Linked DNA regions of Mus musculus: region 1 is linked to region 2. The links are chromatin contacts, called in public Hi-C maps. All regions are on one chromosome and are shown on one strand. Each heading gives the region's core, a stretch centred on a gene start, on an enhancer-like site or on the middle of the called end of the contact. The rest is flanking DNA. Distances are from core to core; before and after follow the strand shown. Region 1 overlaps Acan (aggrecan). Region 2 has its middle 34 kb from the start of Gm31213.

The links. Hi-C and Micro-C count contacts between places; a contact is called where the count stands out from the background.
Region 1: a Hi-C map of cerebral cortex shows a contact between it and region 2, with 4 times the contacts expected there. The contact joins two enhancer-like sites. A contact is called at or near these places in 4 of 484 Hi-C or Micro-C datasets (cerebral cortex, embryonic stem cells, morula and 1 more), 1 of 115 datasets of contacts at active chromatin or transcription factors (embryonic stem cells) and 1 of 9 other capture datasets (embryonic stem cells).

Annotation. Positions count from the first base shown.
Region 1 is chr7:79,078,240-79,085,126 of GRCm38.p6, forward strand. Acan (aggrecan) reads left to right here. Exons shown (of 18, transcript NM_001361500.1): 2 at 3,949-4,025; 3 at 6,228-6,611. The coding sequence starts at 3,956. Among named protein-coding and RNA genes, the nearest start is that of Gm26633, 28 kb to the left of the region's middle. Within about 2 kb of position 2,117, at least 14 of the 459 cell types and tissues checked have an H3K27ac peak or open chromatin away from gene starts, as enhancers often do. A contact at or near this core is called in cerebral cortex, where this site is marked.
Region 2 is chr7:78,985,352-78,991,823 of GRCm38.p6, forward strand. No RefSeq gene overlaps it. Among named protein-coding and RNA genes, the nearest start is that of Gm31213, 34 kb to the left of the region's middle. Within about 2 kb of position 5,135, at least 75 of the 459 cell types and tissues checked have an H3K27ac peak or open chromatin away from gene starts, as enhancers often do. A contact at or near this core is called in cerebral cortex, where this site is marked.

The DNA.
Region 1 (6,887 bases), core at 867-3,366, 90 kb after region 2:
TTCAACAAAACCCTGAACCTCTTTGGGCTTTGGTTTCTTCAGCTGTAAATTTAATGCATTGGATTTGAAGCTCACAGTGGTCAATCCCAACTCTGGCCTTCTGTGGCTCCAAGGAGGAAAGAGTCCTGGGAGCTTCAGTGTGCAGAACTGAGAATGACTGCACAGAAGAGCGGGTGGGGAGCACACAGGTCCCTGAATTTGCGCCCTGGGCTTTATGTGGATTGGATGGTAGACACCACAGGAAGATCACAGGAGCCAATGGCAGTGGAACAGACTGCTGGATAAAGAAGGGATGCATGTGGGACTGGAACCTCTGGTCCCATCCAGGAACAGACTAAGTTCTCTCTGCCCAAGCTACCAGCACAGGTATTCAAAAGGAAGGTCACACTGTAAAACCCCATCGTGTTCTTTTCTGAAGGAACAAAACTGTCCTTTCATCAGATGAATTCTGTGGAAACAGAAAATAGGTTGCAAAAAGATGGCAAATTACAAAACAAAAAACAGAAGCAAAACAAAAACAAACAAACAAAAACAAACACTGGATTGGGATGTAGGAGAACTCTTCTTCTTCTTCTTCCTCTACCTCTTCTTCTTCTTCCTCTTCTTCTTCTCCTTCCTCCTCCTCTTCCTCCTCCTCCTCTTCCTCCCCCTCCTCCTCTTCCTCCTCCTCCTCTTCCTCCCCCCCTCCTCTTCCTCCCCCTCCTCCCCCTCCTCTTCCTCCCCCTCCTCCTCTTCCTCCTCTTCCTCCTCTTCCTCCCCCTCCTCCTCCTCTTCCTTCTCCTCCTCCTCCTCTCCCTCCCCTCCTCCTCCTCCTCTTCCTCCCCCTCCTCCTCTCCCTTTCCCTCCTCCTCCTTCTCCTCTTCCTCCCCCTCCTCCTCCTCTTCCTCCTCCTCCTCTTCCTCCTCCTCCTCTTCCTTTTTCCTTTTCCCTGTTTCCTGTTTCTCTAGCTTTTGGAAGGGCAGTGGTGTTGCTTTTGAATGAAAACAGTTTTTTCTTTATGAAAAGTCACCTGGCCTGATCCTCCTGTCAGGTAGGAAGCCTCCCCTCCCACATCTATTTCCATCGTCCCCAATTCACGGGTTCTAAGTGTTTCACACAGGCTGGTGGGAGAGAGTGGCACTGGTGGGTCCCTGCTGATGCTACAGCCTGTGTGTGTACAGTGCCAAAGGCACAGTGCCCAGCCCAGATGAGAAGAACTGACTGGCAAGACATCTCACTCCATCTGTGAAACAGCAAGAACAGGTCTTGTGTTAATAGGCAGTAAGTGACCCGGCAGGGCCAGGACCTGGGTCTGAGTCTTGACAGAGCTGCTAAAAAAGGAATTCAGAATGAGAGAATGAGCTACACTTTCAATGATGTGATCTGATGAAGTCCCTGCCTCCAACTATGGACCATATTCACACGTATGCACACAAACACACAGGCACATACATACAGAGACATACACACAAAGACAGACTGACACACATGCACATGCGTGCATGCAGTCACACATCACAGAGAGAGACAGAAACACACAGACACACACACACAGAGACAGAGAGAGAGACAGAGACAGAGACAGAGACAGAGATATGAAAAGCAGGAACCTGCAGCTTTTCCTGGTCAAGCTTCTAACAATTGATCAATCCCTGGCACACAAGGATCCTTGAGGCTTTCTGCTGGGCCATCCCCGTGCTTCTGAGCTCCCACTGCTGTCCATCTCAGGCCTTCCTCTCATCTCCCCATCCTCAACACCCTTCATGTACCATCCCTTCCCACGGCCTCGCTTTCCTTCCCATTGAGAAAGGTCTCTCTGTCCACGAGTGAGCGTGGGCTGGCAAAGTCAGTATCCTCACATAAAAGCCTCACTGAGTCTCTGAGAGGCTTGGAACCCAGACAGAATGGAATTGCTCCCTATTTTTCTTTACAACTGAGAAAACACACACAAACACAAGAGCATATTTATTGCGATAATTCTATCCCAAAGTTTTTAAGAAGAAGAAATAAAATTAGTCTTGCTGCCTACTCCGCACCAGCCCCCTCCCTTTCATTCCTTCACATTTCCTGGTCTAAGCCAGGGAGAAAAACAGAGCCAGCCCAAACCCCACAGAGCACCATTGCATCCCAGACAATGTCCAGCTTGTTCAGAGAGCGAGGGAAGAAACACAACTCCGAAACATACACAAGACTTCCAAGTGAAGGGTGTTCTGAGGGAGGAACAGGCTAGCTTTGTGTCTGGGTCTTGGGTAAAGGTCCCTCTGCAAACACACCTCAGGCTGATCTTCCTTGACCCTCCAGGAAACCATTTCCTAGCCCTGACTGGTTCACTGATCTTGAACAAGAACCCCTCTCCAACTCTGTGTCTCCTCAAAGTGCCAGACCTGGGGCCCCAGAAATTTATTTTTTTAAGTTAGTATCTAAGTCATAAAATCCCTAAGGAGAAGCAAGGGGCCATTTCTCAGAACTGTGGAACTTTCCAGACTTCCTACAGCACAAGGGGTCATGTGCCTCTATGCCCTCAGCCGCACAGACAGGCCTTTCATTTCTCAGGCCTGGGTCGAGGACTGATGGTCAAAAATGCCAAGCTCCAGAGACAGGAAAGGGTCCCCTTGTCCTGGGCCCAGACTGTTCCTCCCCAGGAACCCCTGGATGGAAATGTCAGTGTCTCCCCTCCCCACAATCTTGATGCTCCTACGGGTGCTGCGCCCTGATCCCTGCGCTGGCCCAGCCTATGGTGACTAAACAGAGAGCGACACCTGCTGGACGGTTGGACTCCAACAGAGCTGAGGCTGGGATCTGGAGGCCAGGGGGAAGGGTGCTGTCTCCATGAAGGATGCTCTCTGTGGCTGCAGATCCCATCTGTCCTCTACCACTGCCCCATCCCCAAGGCTTCCTTTATTATTCTTAGACCAAAAGTAAATGCTGTTGCTGCTGCTGCTGCTGCTGCTGCTGCATGTGGGGCATGGTGTCACACAGTGCAGGTCTCAGAAGGTGTGTGAGTGGCATGGTTGTGTACCCTCCAGGGCAGTGGTACCATGAGGTCCAGATTGTTTCCACATACAGCTGGCTGAAGGCCACTGCTCCAGATGATGGCTTGATAAATTCAGTTATGCTTGCTGGCTGGAGTTGGGGATCCCTACTGTTCAAGGGAGAGCTTTAAGTGGTGGTTGCAACAGATCTGTCATTACCAAGCCTCATGTACTATATACATAATTATGTTCCCCATACTTTCATATGATTGGCATGCAGTCGATTGGTTTGCACATGTGTGCTCCACTACTGACCAATCATTTCATTTCAGCAGAAGATATGCCCTTGCATGACTCTGTGTGTGTGTGCGGGGGAGGGGGGGGAGAGGGAGAGAATAAAGTCAATACAAGTGGAGGCTGTGGGTCCCCAGAGTTGCAGAGACTCAAAAAGAGGCCAGAGCACCTGGCTACACATCTTCAGTTTGAAACTCCACATGTTCAAACCCCAGAAAAAGCTGATGCTTCAGGTCAAGTCCAAAAGGGAGGAGAAAATCAGTTGGAAAGCCATGAGGGGAGAAGTCTCTCTCCCTCTAGAAAGGGTCCTTTTTATGTTAAAGCCTTCAGGTGGTTGGCTGTGACCCACCCACACTGCAGAGGGGAGGCCCTCTAGGTCTACAGATTCTGGGGTTTATGCAAAACCCCTCACAGTGTATAAACCTGAGCATCTATGGTCCACCTGGCACATATCAGTAGCTATCACTGGGATTCATTAGGACGAGCCTCCACTGGAAGATGGGAGAACCAATGTACCAACCACCTTGGAACTAATCTAAGAAAGGATGACGGTTTCTGAGGAAAGGAGCCTTAGTGGAAACACTGTCCAAATCATGGCAACCCACCTGCTGTTCAATGTGATTTCAGAGCTTTGGCCATGAATTTTATCACGGCATCTCTTCCGTAACTATCCTGTGCCTAAACTGTCTGCTATCTCTTCCAGCTGAACTATGACCACTTTACTCTTGGTCTTTGTGACTCTGAGGGTCATCGCTGCAGTGATCTCAGAAGAAGTTCCAGGTGAGAACAGTTCTATGCATGACTCCTTTATTCAGTGGGTACTGGGTTCCGAATACAGGGTACAAGTTCGTTTTGGGATACTGTCCCTGCTGCCCCTTCTTTTGGCCTTTTCTTGGCCCTTTCTAGATGTAGTAGGAACACACACACACACACACACACACACACACACACACACACACACACACACTGAATGCCCTCAGCAAGGAGAGTTGCTCAGCCTCCTTCACAGAACCCTTGGGGAATCTCATGCAGAACTACTCCACAGTGAATGGGGTAGAGAGAAGACATGGGGAGCCAGAGGGGGGCATGGATGGGACCACCAAAGGGGAGACGAGAACCTGAGGAACAACGTTGAAAAGACTGGTTTCAACGTTCTAGAAGTGAGGGCACAGCCCTGGTGTGAGCTCCCCAACCCTGACTTAAGGGACATGTGAAGGACTTGGCACACAGTGTGGGGATCTGGAACTCAAGGGCTGAACAGTCTGTGAGACCTCCCAAACAGTGGGAGGGGAGGGGATAAGAGAAGGCTTGCTCATGGTGGCAGGGACAAGAGGAGGCTTGGGCACCCTCCCTCCCCACAACCCACTGTATGCCAATGCAAAACTCCAGGACTTCAGGGTCATGGAAAAAAAAACTTTCCGTGGTGAAATGGAAAGACACTCAGTATTTTATTCACTCACATACTGGCCTGATTCACAGCTTTTGAATATGTAGATGTGGTTATCTGGACCTCCAATGATGCTCAGAGATCTATGAATACCCAGACCCTAGCCATCACCTTGGGAGATGTGTCCATATTAGCAAAACAGTCCACTAGGGTTGGCTGAGAGCTTTGACAACCACCAAGTTGGATTCAACAGTGGTCTCTGGCTATCCCCTGAGGACCACTATTACAGAGCCAGGCTGTGGACACCGGCGTCAGGGCTGGGCAGCAGATGGAGGTGTTTGTGGAGAGATGGTGGAATCTGTCCAGACATCAAAAGGTCCAGGCTGGACTCCAGACATTCCTGGCCCCCCTATCCTTACCCTGCTATGTCTCTACCACCCACAACTATTCTAAACATTTTTATTTCAACCTGTAGCATCCCTTGAAAGGGAGGGTTCTAAAATTTTAAGACCTGCCATGAAAGGTGCTGTATAGAAGACTGTTTCTCTCTCTCCCTTTCCAACAGAATTTAGGAAACACTATGTCTTCTCTATTGACACACTCCATAATTTTTATGTCGTCTAATCCTACCCAACCCCATATTTCTGACTCTACAGGCCAAAAAATAAATGCCTGACCTCCTATTCTCCCCAGTCTTCTCGTCCTTGACTTTAAAAGTCTTGCCCTTCTACAAGTTCCAGTTAAAGCCCAAAGCAGACCTCCCAGAATGGGATATATCTATCTTGAAGTCCTATGTCTCAAGTTTAAAGGCTGTGGAGAATTTTGTAATTCTAATAATTATTATGCCCAATGTGTAGGACAGTATCTGTCTCTATGAGAAAAATATCTCAGGAAAACAGCTTGTCTGTGGCAAGGCAGAAATGTCATGCCTGAAGGTACAGTGGAGGGGAGAGGTTCACCTCACAGTAGCCTGGAAACAGATGTGGGTGGGGGAGAGAAAGAGAGAGAGGGAGAGAGAGAAACAGACAAACACAGACAGACAGACAGACAGACAGACAGACAGAGATAAAGAGGCAGAAAGACACAGAGAGACAGAGACAGAATGACAGAGACAGGGAGTCAGGGAGACTGGGGGCGGGGCTGCGAACAAGATATCCCTTCCAAAGTTGCATCTGCATTGATTTATCTCCCCCCATGAGGCAGCACATCCCCATCCAGTCACCTCTCCTAACACAGCCATACCTTCCACACACGAACCTTTTATGGAGAACTCATGATATCCAAAATAAATACTTCAATATATTTTTCTAAAATCTGTGAATCAAGCATATCACTACTCTAAGAATAAGGGTCCTGTGTATCTAGGGGTTGGCATCCCCTCTGGGTGTCTAAGGTTTGAGGTCTCTCTCATGCTCTTCTGGAAGTCTTTGTTTGGCTCCGGATTTTTGTCTTAGGGTGGGGAGACACCTGGAGAATCCCCAGGTTCCCACATGGTAGGCTGGATAAGGGCCTCTTGGGTGGCTGCATTTCCACGCCTGGAAGGAGGGTCTCTATGATTCCTAACACATGTCTGTCCTCCCGCCTTTCTTTCACAGACCATGACAACTCACTGAGCGTGAGCATCCCTCAACCATCCCCATTGAAGGTCCTCCTAGGGTCTTCCCTCACCATCCCCTGCTACTTCATCGACCCCATGCATCCTGTGACCACTGCCCCCTCCACTGCCCCCCTCACCCCAAGAATCAAGTGGAGCCGTGTTTCCAAGGAAAAGGAGGTGGTACTGCTGGTGGCCACTGAAGGACAGGTTCGAGTCAACAGCATCTACCAAGACAAGGTGTCGCTCCCCAACTATCCAGCCATCCCCAGCGATGCTACCTTGGAGATCCAGAACCTTCGCTCCAATGACTCTGGGATCTACCGCTGTGAAGTGATGCACGGCATCGAGGACAGCGAAGCCACCCTGGAGGTCATAGTGAAAGGTGAAGGGCCTCCCACTGGGGACGCCATGTTGCCTGTAGGAAGAGCTAGAATGATGTCCTCAGCAATGTGCACCTTGGAGACTAGCTCTCCCACTCAGTTCCTCTGCATACCCGTTTTCTCCTTATCGTGCCCTACTATGGGACTGTCTGGCAAATGCTGTTCTCTGTGGGATTGGGACCCTAGGAGTGGGGCACATAAATACATCCTGGTGTTGGCAGCTTGTTTGCCAACAATCTTTCACTTGTTGGGTCTATCAGTGTTTCTTGCTGCTGTGA
Region 2 (6,472 bases), core at 3,885-6,384:
ACAAACCTGACTGCCTCCACTAACTGGTCCCTCCAACAACCACAGTGCCAGAGCCCACGTGTCCTTTGTGGAAACTTTCTCCAGAGCCAGGAAAAGCCGTCTCACTGCTGCGTGGCTGTGTTTGCCGGTCAGCCACGTGTCTTCTCCCCTTCTTCCTAGAGATGCAATGTTAAACGGATAGGCTGGGGTGGGACTAGCAGGGCTGGGATCTGCTTGCCTGCTGTGTGATCTCGGGAGAGTTGCTTAAGCTCTCCCTGCCTCAGTTTCCACCTGCATCCAATTTAGGCAAAGGGTGTACCTGCTGTATTTTCCTTGATAGGTAGAAATAGTAAATCAAGATAATTAGCCAGGTAAAGTGGGGTGGGGGTAGGGGTGGTGGAATACTATCCAGAGGGCTTAGTAAATATTGTCAATCTCCACTTTCCAGGCAGTCCCTACTTGAGCCCTATTTCCTCTTCTTTCTGTCCCCCACAATCCTAAGGGTGTCTATTGTACACTGGTGCCCAGCATGATGTACCTGCAGATCACCCGCCCCGACTATGAACCCTTCTATAATCTTCTCATCCACAGTTCCTTGTGGGCTGGAGTTGAGGCTCAGTTGGTAGAGCGCATGCTCAGATTGTGAGAAGTCCTGGCTTAGACACCAGCCCAGCATAAAACTGGGCACAGTGACACAACCTGTAACCCCAGCACTTGGGTAGCAGAGGCAAGAGGATCGGGTCAACCTCGGCTACATAGAGAACTTGAACCAGCCTGGGTCACATCTCAGATAGGACCAGATAAAGTAAAAATGAAACAATGCCTGTCTCATCTTTGGCAAAGGAGCTCCAGATAAAAACTAATTTTGAATTTCAAAACAACAACCATTTCCACCATGGGATTTCAAGATACTTTCTCGAACAGGAGCTGAGGTGGGTCCTCCAGTGTGGCGGCCTGCCTGACTCCGTGAGTATCCAGAGTCTCCTCCAGGGAGGAAGATTTGCATGCATAAATTTTGATCTGTGGTTTTTCAAATCAGTGCTTCTTTGTGTGCCCCCACAGTGCCCTGCACACAGTAGGAGCTCAATAAATAGGTGTTTATTTATTGAAGTACTCCAGAGCCCCTGGATTCACAAACAGAAACCAGAACCCAAGTCTCCTCCCTCACAGGCCAGGCCTTGGTCCATCTGGGCACACAGATGACCATTCACCAGCCCATCCCTCTGGGAATAGTGTCCTGGCTCTAAGTAGGTTGCTTGAAAGGGGCCCATTATCTCCTCTGAGTGGGGCCTCAGACTCTGCACAGGGAGGGTTTCTTTTTCAACTGCCTCACTTGACCTTTAGGGCCTACCTAACAGGCAGTGGGCAAAACCCAGCAAAGGCCTGCAACAAAGGGCTTCAGCCTGGTGGAATTCCTGGGATCTCAGGAAAGCCTGGAACATCGTAACCTTTTGCTCCTGCCAATTGTATAGGAGATTCGTGTCTACAAGGCACTGGGAAGGGAACATTAGTGAGCACAGTATCTGGGTCAGCATCCTTAATACCTCTCTCCATCATAGCAGAAGCCATAGTGAATCCTCTTAAATTGTAGCAAAAGTGTTGACAGATCAACGTTGAGTCCTTGAGAGAGGCAGGCAAGCACAATGCCAGCATCTTCCTGGACCACATTCAACCTCTGCAGACATCTGGGAAGTGAAGGGCATCTGGGAAGTGAAGGGGTGACTATCACTGACCCAGAACCTTGCAGCTCATTGAGTGGCAAAGGTGGTGGAGGTGAGGGTAGATGAAGCAGGGTGAAAATGGGGAGAGACCTAACGAGAAAGGCTAGGGACTCCAAAGGCTTCCAGACCAACTGCTCTCACGTACTGCTTTTTCCATCTCTTCCCAAATCTCAAGCACCTTCTTTCTTTTTTTTTTTAATTAGGTATTTTCTTCATTTACATTTCCAATGCTATCTCAAAAGTCCCCCATACCCTCCCCCCCCACTCCCCTACCCACCCACCCACCCCCACTTCTTGGACCTGGCATTCCCCTGTACTGAGGCATATAAAGTTTGCACGACCAATGGGCCTCTCTTTCCACTGATGGCTGACTAAGCCATCTTCTGATATATATGCAGCTAGAGACACGAGCTCCGGGGGGTACTGGTTAGTTCATAATATTTTTCCACCTATAGGGTTGCAGATCCCTTTAGCTCCTTGGGTACTTTCTCTAGCTCCTCCATTGGGGGCCCTGTGATCCATCCAATAGCTGACTGTGAGCATTCACTTCTGTGTTTGCTAGGCCCAAGAATAGCCTCACAAGAGACAGCTATATCAGGGTCCTTTCAGCAAAATCTTGCTAGTGTATGCAATGGTGTCAGCATTTGGAGGCTGATTATGGGATGGATCCCTGGGTATGGCAGTCTCTAGATGGTCCATCCTTTCGTCACAGCTCCAAACTTTGTCTCTGTAACTCCTTCCATGGGTGTTTTGTTCCCAATTCTAAGAAGGGGCAAAGTGTCCACACTTTGGTCCTCATTCTTCTTGAGTTTCATGTGTTTTGCAAATTGTATCTTATATCTTGGGTGTTCTAAGTTTCTGGACTAATATAGACTTATCAATGAGTACATATCATGTGAGTACTGGTATAGCAACAGACAAGTAGACCAATGGAATAGAATTGAAGACCCAGAAATGAACCCACACACCTATGGTCACTTGATCTTTGACAAGAGAGCTAAAACCATCCAGTGGAAAAAAGACAGCATTTTCAACAAATGGTGCTGGCACAACTGGCGGTTATCATGTAGAAGAATGCGAATTGATCCATTCCTATCTCCTTGTACTAAGGTCAAATCTAAGTGGATCAAGGAACTCCACATAAAACCAGAGACACTGATATAAGTCAGAGGAGAACGTGGGGAAAAGCCTCGAAGATATGGGCACAGGGGAAAATTCCTGAATAGAACAGCAATGGCTTGTGCTATAAGATCGAGAATCGACAAATGGGATCTCATAAAATTGCAAAGCTTCTGTAAGGCAAAAGACACCGTCAATAAGACAAAAAGGCCACCAACCGATTGGGAAAGGATCTTTACCTATCCTAAATCAGATAGGGGACTAATATCCAATATATATAAAAAACTCAAGAAGGTGGACTCCAGAAAATCAAATAACCCCATTAAGAAATGGGACTCAGAGCTAAACAAAGAATTCTCACCTGAGGAATATTGAATGGCTGAGAAGCACCTGAAAAAATGTTCAGCATCCTTAATCATCAGGGAAATGCAAATCAAAACAACCCTGAGATTCTACCTCACACCACTCAGAATGGCTAAGATCAAAAATTCAGGTGACAGCAGATGCTGGTGAGGATGTGGAGAAAGAGGAACACTCCTCCATTGTTGGTGGGATTGCAAGCTTGTACAACCACTCTGGAAATCAGTCTGGCGGTTCCTCAGAAAATTGGGCATAGAACTACCGGAGGATCCTGCAATACCTCTCCTGGGCATATACCCAGAAAATGTTCCAACCGGTAATAAGGACACATGCTCCACTATGTTCATAGCAGCCTTATTTATAATAGCCAGAAGCTGGAAAGAACCCAGATGCCCCTCAACAGAGGAATGAATACAGAAAATGTGGTACATTTACACAATGGACTACTATTCAGCTATTAAAAAGAATGAATTTATGAAATTCCTAGGCAAATGGATGGACCTGGAGGGCATCATCCTGAGTGAGGTAACCCAATCACAAAAGAACTCAAGCATCTTCTAAAAGTCATTTAAAAGAGACCACACCGTTCCTAGGACCATGATCCTACTAAAGACTTTATAACAGTCAAGGATTTAGATTCACAGTCAGTATCCAGCAGTTCCTGGCTGTCATAGTACATGCTAAGAGAGAAAGATGCACAGTTGTCATGGGAAGCCATTAAGGGTGTGTGAGCAGCAGAAAAATGTGAACACACTCAGGACCAGATAACAAGATGGGAGTGGAGTTTGTGTGCAGAGGATTCTGCCTATGGTTGTATGTTCAGACAGCTCCAACCCCAGGGCCTCTGATCCTGCCTTCCCCACACCCACAGGCTCCCAGCCTATTAGGAAAACAGTATCAACCTTGCCGCCCAGGCTTCTGCAGCCTGGATGTGAATGTGAAATCTTGTCTGAACATGCTGAGCAAAAACAACAAGACTCAGCGAGAAATGGCAGGTCTGCCCTGGTTTCCAGTGGGGTCTGGTTTGCCTCCTGGTCTGGAGTGAGTGCCTGGTGTTGCACATTGCTTCGCCCTCTTTCCTTGGGTCCTTTGGGTTATTTATTTATTTATCTATCTATATCTCTTCAGCACGTTGTTTCTTTCCATTAAGGAGCTCCTTGGTGAACTGCACTGCACACATTCAACCTTCTCAGAGCACCCATTTTGTTTAATCTGTAGCATCAATAAATGGATGCTAAGGGTAGATGCGAGTAGATGGATGAATTCAGCCTGCATCCCAAGCAGGTGTGTGGTAGGGCATAAGGTAAGATGGGGACTTCAGCACAAGTGTGCCTTGCTTACTGCCTGTCTCTGGCAGAAGGGTCCTCAAGATATGGTGTGTATGGGCTTGGGTGGGGGGAGGGGGAGGGGCGGCGTTATAAGTAGAAATATGAGAGACTACTAGGTAAGGCTGTTGCCAGGGTAACATCCATCCCCACCCCCTCTCCCCTCACACACCCGAAGACTCCAGGCACAAACAGCTAGTTAGAGTCTGACCAAGGAGTCCTGGGGTTGCCCAGTCGGGTACTGCAAGAAATCTGATGAGAGACAGAGAACCTGTATTCACCTCTGCCCAACCCTGGACCCTGACCTACTGCAGAGGTGACCATGACCTTTACCATCTCTATCACCTCTGTGAGTGGCAGTTGCCCCCCACCCCCACCCCACCCCACTCAGACTCATGCTGAGAATGCGTCTTTGCTCGACCAGATCCAACGCCTCTGCGAGTGGGATTGAGACAGACTGCGAGTGTTCTTAAGAGTAGATTCCAGCAGAGTTGGAAGCTCCAACACCAGGGGAAGGTTCTGAGTCCGCGGCAAGCGGCACGTCCCCCTAATGGGCGTGGTCCGGACACCGGACTCCACAACCGGAGCCTTCAGGACGCTGGGAGGTCTGAGCTCAGGGCAGCATCAGAGGAGCGAGGAGCTGGACAAGGGCAGGCTTTGTGCGCAGCGGCGGGACTGTGAGTCCCCTAACAGGGTCCTAGCCCTGCCCTGCAGATTCCTGCGGTGCATCCTGGCAGCGATGGCTTCACCACAGCCCGCGTCCGCCCCCTTTCTCCTGGAGCAGACGAAAAGTCGAGATGGGAGAGAAGCGCGCTAACCTCGCCATGATTTGAGCATACTCTTGTTTCTTGAGAAGACAAAAGTAGGGACCCTTTTTCCTGTCATCTCACACACAGGGGCCTGGGGATGCTGCAGAGCTTGTTGCTTCTGGTCTCAGTCCAGCCTCCCAAAAACCCTCAGGAGTGAGGGTCCACATAGCTGACACACCTGAGTGCCTTTAAAGCTAAGCCAGTGGGACTCCGAGTGCTGAGCTCACAACAGGAATGAGGGGACTGAGAAGGGTCTAAGTTCCTCACTCCAGGACCCTGGTTTGAATCCACATCTACCAGTGCTCAGGAGCACGTGGCTATATTCATCCACTGCCTGGCTCTCGACACCACACCAAGTGACTCAATGTGATCTGGGAATCGAGTAGCTACACTGTTCCCTGAGATGTCTACTCTGAAGGAAAATATCCATAGAAGAGTGTGTGACCTGCCAGGATGGCAATTTGGAGACACGTGGTAAGGTCTTCCGTCCTTATTCTCCCTTCAACCAGTCATTTCAAGGAATTGAATTTCAAGGAATCCTCAAAAGTCAAGTATTAAACTTCACAAAAACAATTCCCTACAGTATTAGTTACACCAGATCAACTAAGAGGCTGGCAGCTGACCTGGTGTAGACTTACAAACAGTAGGCACAGGAAAGGTGTCAGGTATCTTGTGATGTGGGGAATCTTGTTTTAAGACAACACTGGGTGTTTCTTGTTGTAGATCTCTTGCTGATCCCAGCAAGCTGATGATAAGAGCTAAACTGGAGAAGTCGGAGTTCCCAAAGGTACACCGTGCCTATTAACACAACCCCAGCATTTTCTTAATGATGAAAGAAATTAATGCTAGTTGGCATACAAAGTATGATTTAGAGAGTTGTCTTTTTTTTTTTTTAAAGAAAGGAAAAAACAAGAAAACAGAAAGCAGGAGACGGAAGGACAGATGTGTAAGGCAAACATGAGTGCCACCTTGCTTTCCAGAAGAACAAATTTAAAAAATAAGACCGAGATGTGGCCCAATGGCACTTGCTGCTCTTCCAGAGGACCTGAACTTGGCTCCCAGCACCCAAGCCTGGCTGCTTACAACAGCCTGTAACACTCATTCCCTCGGATCTGATGCTGTCCTCTAGCCGCCAATGGCACCTGCGTACACATGCCGT